2 separate regions of the Anas platyrhynchos genome follow, and region 2 is linked to region 1. A link is a contact called in public Hi-C data. All regions are on one chromosome and are shown on one strand. Each heading gives the region's core, a stretch centred on a gene start, on an enhancer-like site or on the middle of the called end of the contact. The rest is flanking DNA. Distances are from core to core; before and after follow the strand shown.

Region 1 (3,363 bases), core at 647-3,146:
AATCTTGCAGCACTTCACAAGCTGGAAACCGTGATTAGAGTAGCCCCAAATGGGCCCCCAGTTAGGGCACACCACACCATGCAGGCCCTATCTGCAGAAGAATTACTCCACATTTGGTTATTCAGGTTGTAACAGGATTTTTGTAGAAGAAAACATCTCTACACAGGGTTTCTGTTACAAGACACTGGCATGGGAACTTGTTGCTGCAGTTTTAGACAAAGGCAAGGCCATGCAGGTGGCACAGCAGCTGGTACGAAGTAGGAACTGCCAGCCGTTCTCACAATGGGCTGTCTGGGTTTGTCCTCAGGCAACGGGATACGCACATCGCAATGCAGGCCCCAACACGGTGCTGTGCATGGCTGTGCTCACCTCACCTGATCTGTGGATGGCTGACTGCTTGATGAAAAAGGGTCTTGTCGCTGGGGTCACTGCATTGCCCTCCATGTTGGAGGTATGCCACTGCCTCAGCTCCACAACCACTTCCTGAATTTGGGGGTGTCTGATCTCATTCCTTCCAAGTTTTTAATTCAAGAGGTTTTGGAGGATAAAGCTAGATAGCTACATCAGTGTGAGCTGGGTGCTACACCTACTGCTTCTGTCCTTGTAGAAAAACAGCATGACTGAAGCATTTACAAAAGCTGGCTCTGACCAAACAGGGGTGAACAGAGGGAAATTTCTTGGTGTCCTTAGAATGGAAAAGGCAATAATGATAGAGGAATTGTTCCGCTTTACTTTGTCACATATCATGATTTATTCCTGTCAAGAGTGTGTTTTGAGCATGGTTTCCGCAATGATCTCTGCAGAGTTACCATTCGGAGAAGACAGAGATGTCTTAAAGGTGTCATGGGCTGCTCACAGTAAACATCCTTGAATCTTTTCTTTTTGTGCAGTCATTTTCTCTCATAACAAGGTACCCTAAGCTTTTCACATTATCATGTGTTTTGGAGGGGATTATCTTGAAACTGCAAGCACAAGTTTCTCACAAATACGTAATAACAATACTGCAGGGCCCTCTGGAGCCCAGGCAATGTTCCTCTGTTAATTGGTGACCATTGTTCTGGTGGAGTAGGACTGGAAAGTGTCTAAGGGCGAATACGAAAAGATCATAGAACCACAGACTCACTGAGGTTGGAAAAGACCTTTCATCAGGTCCAACCACCCCCCTACCACCAATGTCACCACCCACCGAGCCATGTCCCCAGGCACCACGTCCAACCTCTCCTTGAGCACCCCCAGGGACAGTGACCCCACCACCTCCCTGGGCAGCCCATCCCAGCGCCTGGCTGCTCTCCCTGAGCAGAAATGTCTCCTCATTCCCAACCTGAACCTCCCCTGGCGCACCTTGATGCCATTCCCTCTGCTCCCATCCCTGTTTATCTGCCAGAAGCGGCCGACGCCCAGCTCCACACACACCCCCCAGCCCCCCACACACCCCCCAGCCCCTCGGGGCACTTCCACCTTTCCCTCTGCTGCTTGTGGCAGCCTCTGCTCCCGCAGCTGCTCCAGGCAGCACCCCCCAAAGCACTGCGGCGCTTGGACCCCAACGCTTCCACACACTGCAGCACACATCGGTTGCCAAACAGCTTTATTGTGACACGGGCAGCGTTAACTGGGGACACGGGGTGGTTGGCGGGGGAGGGGCTGCGAACCGAGCGGGGCGGAGCGGGGCCGCCCCTCCCTGAGGCGATCGCCACCCGCCTCCCCGGTCGCCCTTTGATGACGCCACCCCACCTGGCGCCCATGACACCCCCTCTCCCCACACACCCCCCCTCTCTCCGCGGGGCTGGCTGCGCATGCGCACCAGGCGGGGCGCCGCGTCCCTTTCTCTCGCCCCTCTCCAGCCCCCCCGCGCCCTCCCCCCCACTCCTCACCTCCCCCCCTCCCTCCCCTCCCCTCCCAACGGCCGCGCGGGGCCGTTACCCGGCGGCCTCCCCTCACACAGCGCGGGGCGGGGCCGGGGGAGCCCCCTCAGGGCGGGCGGGGCGGGGGCGGCTGCTGAGGGCGAGGGAGCGGCCCGGCAGGGGGAGGCCCCCCCCGTCCCCCTCCTCCTCCTCCTCCTCCTCCTCCGCCTCCTCCTGCTGCTGCCGCCGCCCGGCCGCGGCTGGGGGCAGGGCTGAGGCCGCCGCCGCCGCCGCCGCCGCCGTGGGGGAGCGTGGCGAGGGCCCTGCCGCGCGTCTCGGTGCCCGGGTGAGCCCCATGCCGCCCCTCCGCCCGGCCGGCGGCCCCTAGCTGCCCTCACACCGCCCCCCCGGAGCCGCCGCAGCCGCGCAGGCCCCGTGCGTGAGAGGAGCGGGAGACATGGACCCCGAGCGGCCCCGCGGCGAGGATGGAGCCGGTGCGGGAGGGCAGGGCGCGGGCAGCGGCTGGGAGCAGAGGCTGAGCCCCGAGCTGCAGCAGGGCTACCGCATCCTGCGCGAGTTCCTGCTGGAGAAGCACCGGCCGCTGACAGCGCCGTTCCTGAAGCCGCTGGCGGATCCGGCGTCCATCAAGGAGGAAGGAGGAGGAGGAGGAGGGGGGGGTGACTCCCTCCCGGGGCATGGTGGCAGTCACTGCGCTCCCCCGGCGGGGATGTGGCTGCTGAAGATGGAAGAGAAATTCCTCGGTGGGCAGTACGCGGGGATAGCGGACTTCGTGGGGGACTTCCGGCTGATGCTGGAGACATGTTACCGGCTGCACGGCGTGGATCACTGGCTCTCCAAGCAGGCCCAGAAGCTGGAGATGATGCTGGAGCAGAAACTGGCGCTGCTGTCCCGGTAGGTGTAGAAAACTCTACAGCGGCTCTGGTGTACGCCGTTTGCATGAAGTACAACAGGAGGGTATGGGTTCACCACCACCCCCCCCCCCCCCCATAACATTTTTTTTTTTTTTTTTTGGTAGAACATAACCTTCTGTTCGTCTTTATGTAAAAAACACTATTTGGATCGCTTACTTAAAAACAAACAAACAGAAAAACATTTGAATGGTTCCCGGTAGGATGAAACATTCAAGCTTTCAGCACTTCTGCTAAGAAGAGTGGTGCTTACTGGGACCATTCAAATATTAAAAATGTTTTGGGAACACCAAAGATGGGCATGCTGAAATGCAAAATAGGGGTTAGCACTTCCTGACTAAGATTCTACTTCTGAAAGAAACCTTTTAGGACTATGGAGACACAGTTGCTTGGACAAGATGTCAAATGCTCCTTTCTTTCCTTTATGCTGGTAAAAGCAAGCGACGCTGCCCAAATTCTGTGTGACTGTCTCTTTAAAACTAATACCCTTCTCTGTTTCAAGTAGATGATACATTTTACATAGTAATTGTAGTCTGTGAATTTCTTACTGCCTTTGAGTAAGAATAAAATGCTGAGCTGAAGTGCTTCCTTTA
Region 2 (3,363 bases), core at 513-3,012, 43 kb before region 1:
TTTTCCCATAAAAATACTAGAACCTGTCCTGCCATTAAGACAACAGGACCAAAGCATGAGATATACACAGTTCAGTGTGTAGCTAGTGTACTGACACTTAGATTTCCAGATGGTTTATAATGAAGACATGATGTGTCTTTATTTCTAAATTGTCACTTCAAAGCTATTAAAGCCTTAAATGTCTTTTGAGTAATCAAGAGGAAAGCTGCATAAAGTGAGCTCATTTTTCCCTGTCACCTATTAAAAAATCTACTGTAACAGACTTAAATGTATCTTTGTTAAATTTTATAGCTAAAATTAAAGTGAAATAGGATTAAAGAAATAGAAATATGTCTAATAATATGAAACACATTAAATGTGCTTGCACATAATCAACTAGCTGTTTTATTATAAACCTTTTCTTTGTTATGTCTCAGCAAGGAAGATTGTGGCAGGGCCTTGAACATACCAGAGGGCTCTAATTCCCATGAGAAGCCTGTAACCATCTCTCTCTGAAGCTCCCCTCTGCAATCTTTTCCTCTCATTGAGTGCTTGGCTGCTTTCATTTAAGGTCAGCTCATTTTCTCAAGCAGAGCAGAAAACTCTTGCTGCTCATTGGAGGGTTATCAGCCATTTCTTCTTCCAAATATCTATATTATTAGTGCCTCAAAATTGCATCTTCGTTTTTTAATTAAAAGTAAATTTATATTCCAGCAAGTTCTTTTGTAGGTCTCACAATCAAGTCAACCTAAATGATTCGATCAAGATCTTTCTGAGTAAAGGACTCGTGATAAAGCTTTGCAGTAAGTTCTTAGCCTCTCTGAAACTGAAAGCTGCATTTGACAGGAGAGATCAGGTTTACTTCAATAGTGTTTGCCTGAATAGATTATAATTAGAACACTGATGAACACTAATGTGATCCGTTGCCTTCTGAAAAGCATTTGTGAATCTTGTGTTAAACTATCCAGTTCTCTGGTGTCTGAATTTTTTATATCTTAACTTCTGCGTTACAGCAAAGGTAGACATTTTACTGGCTTTAAGCTTTTTCTGACAACTATAATCTGTGAAACCTTGTAGTACAATGTTGGCAAGTCCATGTCCATGGTTAAAAGTTATTAAAGTTTAATAAGTTAATTAACTTAATAAAATCTTTATTTAGATTTCTGTCGCGCACATACACATAAGCACTCTATATCATCTCATCCATTAATAATAAGTTACAAAAAGCACTCAGGTTAGAGTAATTTCAAGCTTCCTATCCACAAGTTGTTACATTTCATTTAGGGAAAAACACACAAAAAAAAATTCATTTCAGTTTTGAAAAAATCAGTAAATACTAAAAGGTCAAACTCGATCCTGATTAATACATTTGCAAGGCACTTAGCTTTGTTTTGCAGTTCATATCTAAAGTGTTCACACTCTGGCAGGTATGGAAAATATGTTGGTATCTTACTTTATTCTCATATTTTTTAGTGATGATAATGTGCATGGATGTCAGACATACCACAAAGCTGCCATTACCACAACACTGAAGGGATGTGTATAGGGCTGGGAAACACGATTTAGAGTTCTGGCTATGCCATTTGTAATTACTTGGTTTTGGCAAATCCTTGCTCTGTCTAAATTTCTCTGCTCAAAACGTACACAATCAAAGTTGCATTCACCTTTACTGCATGTAAATATTTTACGTAATTCTGACATTATAAAGCACTTTGGGAAGGCAAAGTGCTATTGCAGGCTATAGCAATGCAAGCTGCATCAATCTTTACAATACCACACCTTCAAACATTTTGCTTATTGATGGTTCTGTGATATGGAATGAGTAGAAAAAGCACAGTGGTTTTCCACCTGGTCTGCATGTTTGAAGTATGATGTGTATCTGTAGTGGGTTAACCTTTGCTGACCAGCAGGTGCCCACCCAGCTGCTCTCTTACTCCTCCTCCTCAACAGGATAGGGGGAGAAAATAAGAAGAAAATATCATAGATCAATGTAGAGACATTTAGGTTGGAAAGACCTCTAAGATCATCAAGGCCAATCACTGACCTAGCACTGCCAAGTCTACCACTACGTGTCCCTAAGCACCGTATCTACATGTCTTTGGAATACCTCCAGGGATGGTGACTCAACTACTTCCCTGGGCAGCCTGTTCCAATGCTTCACAACCCTTTCAGTGAAGACATTTTTCCTAATATCCAACCTAAACCTCTCTTGGTGTAACTTTAGGCCATCTCATATACAGAAATAGAGAAGACTCACATAAGGACAGGCTGATGATTTACCAGCTACTGTCATAGCCAAAACAGACTTGATTTGGGGAGCATAAATAACTTATTTCCAATTAGTAACAAAGTAGAACAGTGAGAAATAAATACAAAACTAAAACCACCTTTCCCCCAACCCTACCTTCTTCAAAGGCCCAACTCTACTCCTGATTTTTTCACCTCCACCTCCCAGTGCAGGGGATGGGCAATGGGCATTGCAGTCAGTCCGTAATGCTTTGTGCTGTTCCTTCATCGTCATGCTCATTCCCCTCCTGCAGCATACAGTCCTTCACAAACTGCTCCACTGTTTTTTGTAAACTCTGGATTCAACAAACATTGAGCAATCATCCCTGTTTGCTATCAGACTTGTTTAAATGATAGCTAATTGATAAGAATAAATACTGTCCAGATGTTGAAATGCTTCTTGACTTTTTGTCAAATGTTCTTTACAGGCATAGCTGGTTGCTACCATGTCAATAATGTGGTTTTGGAAAATAATTCACTGCAAAAACACCTCAGTATGACATGATTAAATATTGAATATACCAATATTGGAATCAGTATTATCTAAGATCTTTGATGGTGACAAGGATGGTGACCGTGGGATTGAGTGCATGCACAGCAAATTTGCAGATGACACCAAGCTGTGTGGTGTGGTTGACACACTGGAGGGAAGGGATGGCATCCAGAGAGATCTGAACAGGCCTGAGAGGTGGGCCTGTGCATATCTCGTGAGGTTCAGAAAGGCCAAGTACAAAGGCCCTGCACCTGGGCTGGGGCAATGCCAAACATGAATACAGGCTGATGAATGGATAGAGAGCAGTCTTGAAGAGAAGGGCTTGATGATACTGGTTGATGAGACGCTCAAAGTGAGGTGGCAGTAACCATGTTATGGGCTGCATCAAAAGCAGCCTGGCCTGCAGGGACAGGGAGGTAATTCTCCCCCTCTACTCTGCTTCTTGTGAGACTCCTGCATTCAGCTCTGGGGCCCCCAGCACAAGAAGGACATAGAAATACTAGAACAAGTTGGAGGAGGTTTCACAAAGATGATAAAGGGATTGGAGAATCTCTGCTATGAAGACAGACTGAGGGAGTTTGAGTTGTTCAGCCTGGAGAAGAGAA

What was found. Hi-C and Micro-C count contacts between places; a contact is called where the count stands out from the background.
Region 2: a contact with region 1 is called in a Hi-C map of F1 follicle, with 3 times the contacts expected there. The contact joins the enhancer-like site here to the promoter of BRD10 in region 1. A contact is called at or near these places in 3 of 8 Hi-C or Micro-C datasets (F1 follicle, liver and subcutaneous adipose tissue).

The regions. Positions count from the first base shown.
Region 1 is chrZ:30,559,852-30,563,214 of IASCAAS_PekinDuck_T2T, reverse strand. BRD10 (bromodomain containing 10) reads left to right here and starts at 1,896. Exons shown (of 7, transcript XM_038170245.2): 1 at 1,896-2,753. The coding sequence starts at 2,299.
Region 2 is chrZ:30,602,465-30,605,827 of IASCAAS_PekinDuck_T2T, reverse strand. No RefSeq gene overlaps it. Among named protein-coding and RNA genes, the nearest start is that of UHRF2, 20 kb to the left of the region's middle. Within about 2 kb of position 1,762, at least 1 of the 8 cell types and tissues checked has an H3K27ac peak or open chromatin away from gene starts, as enhancers often do.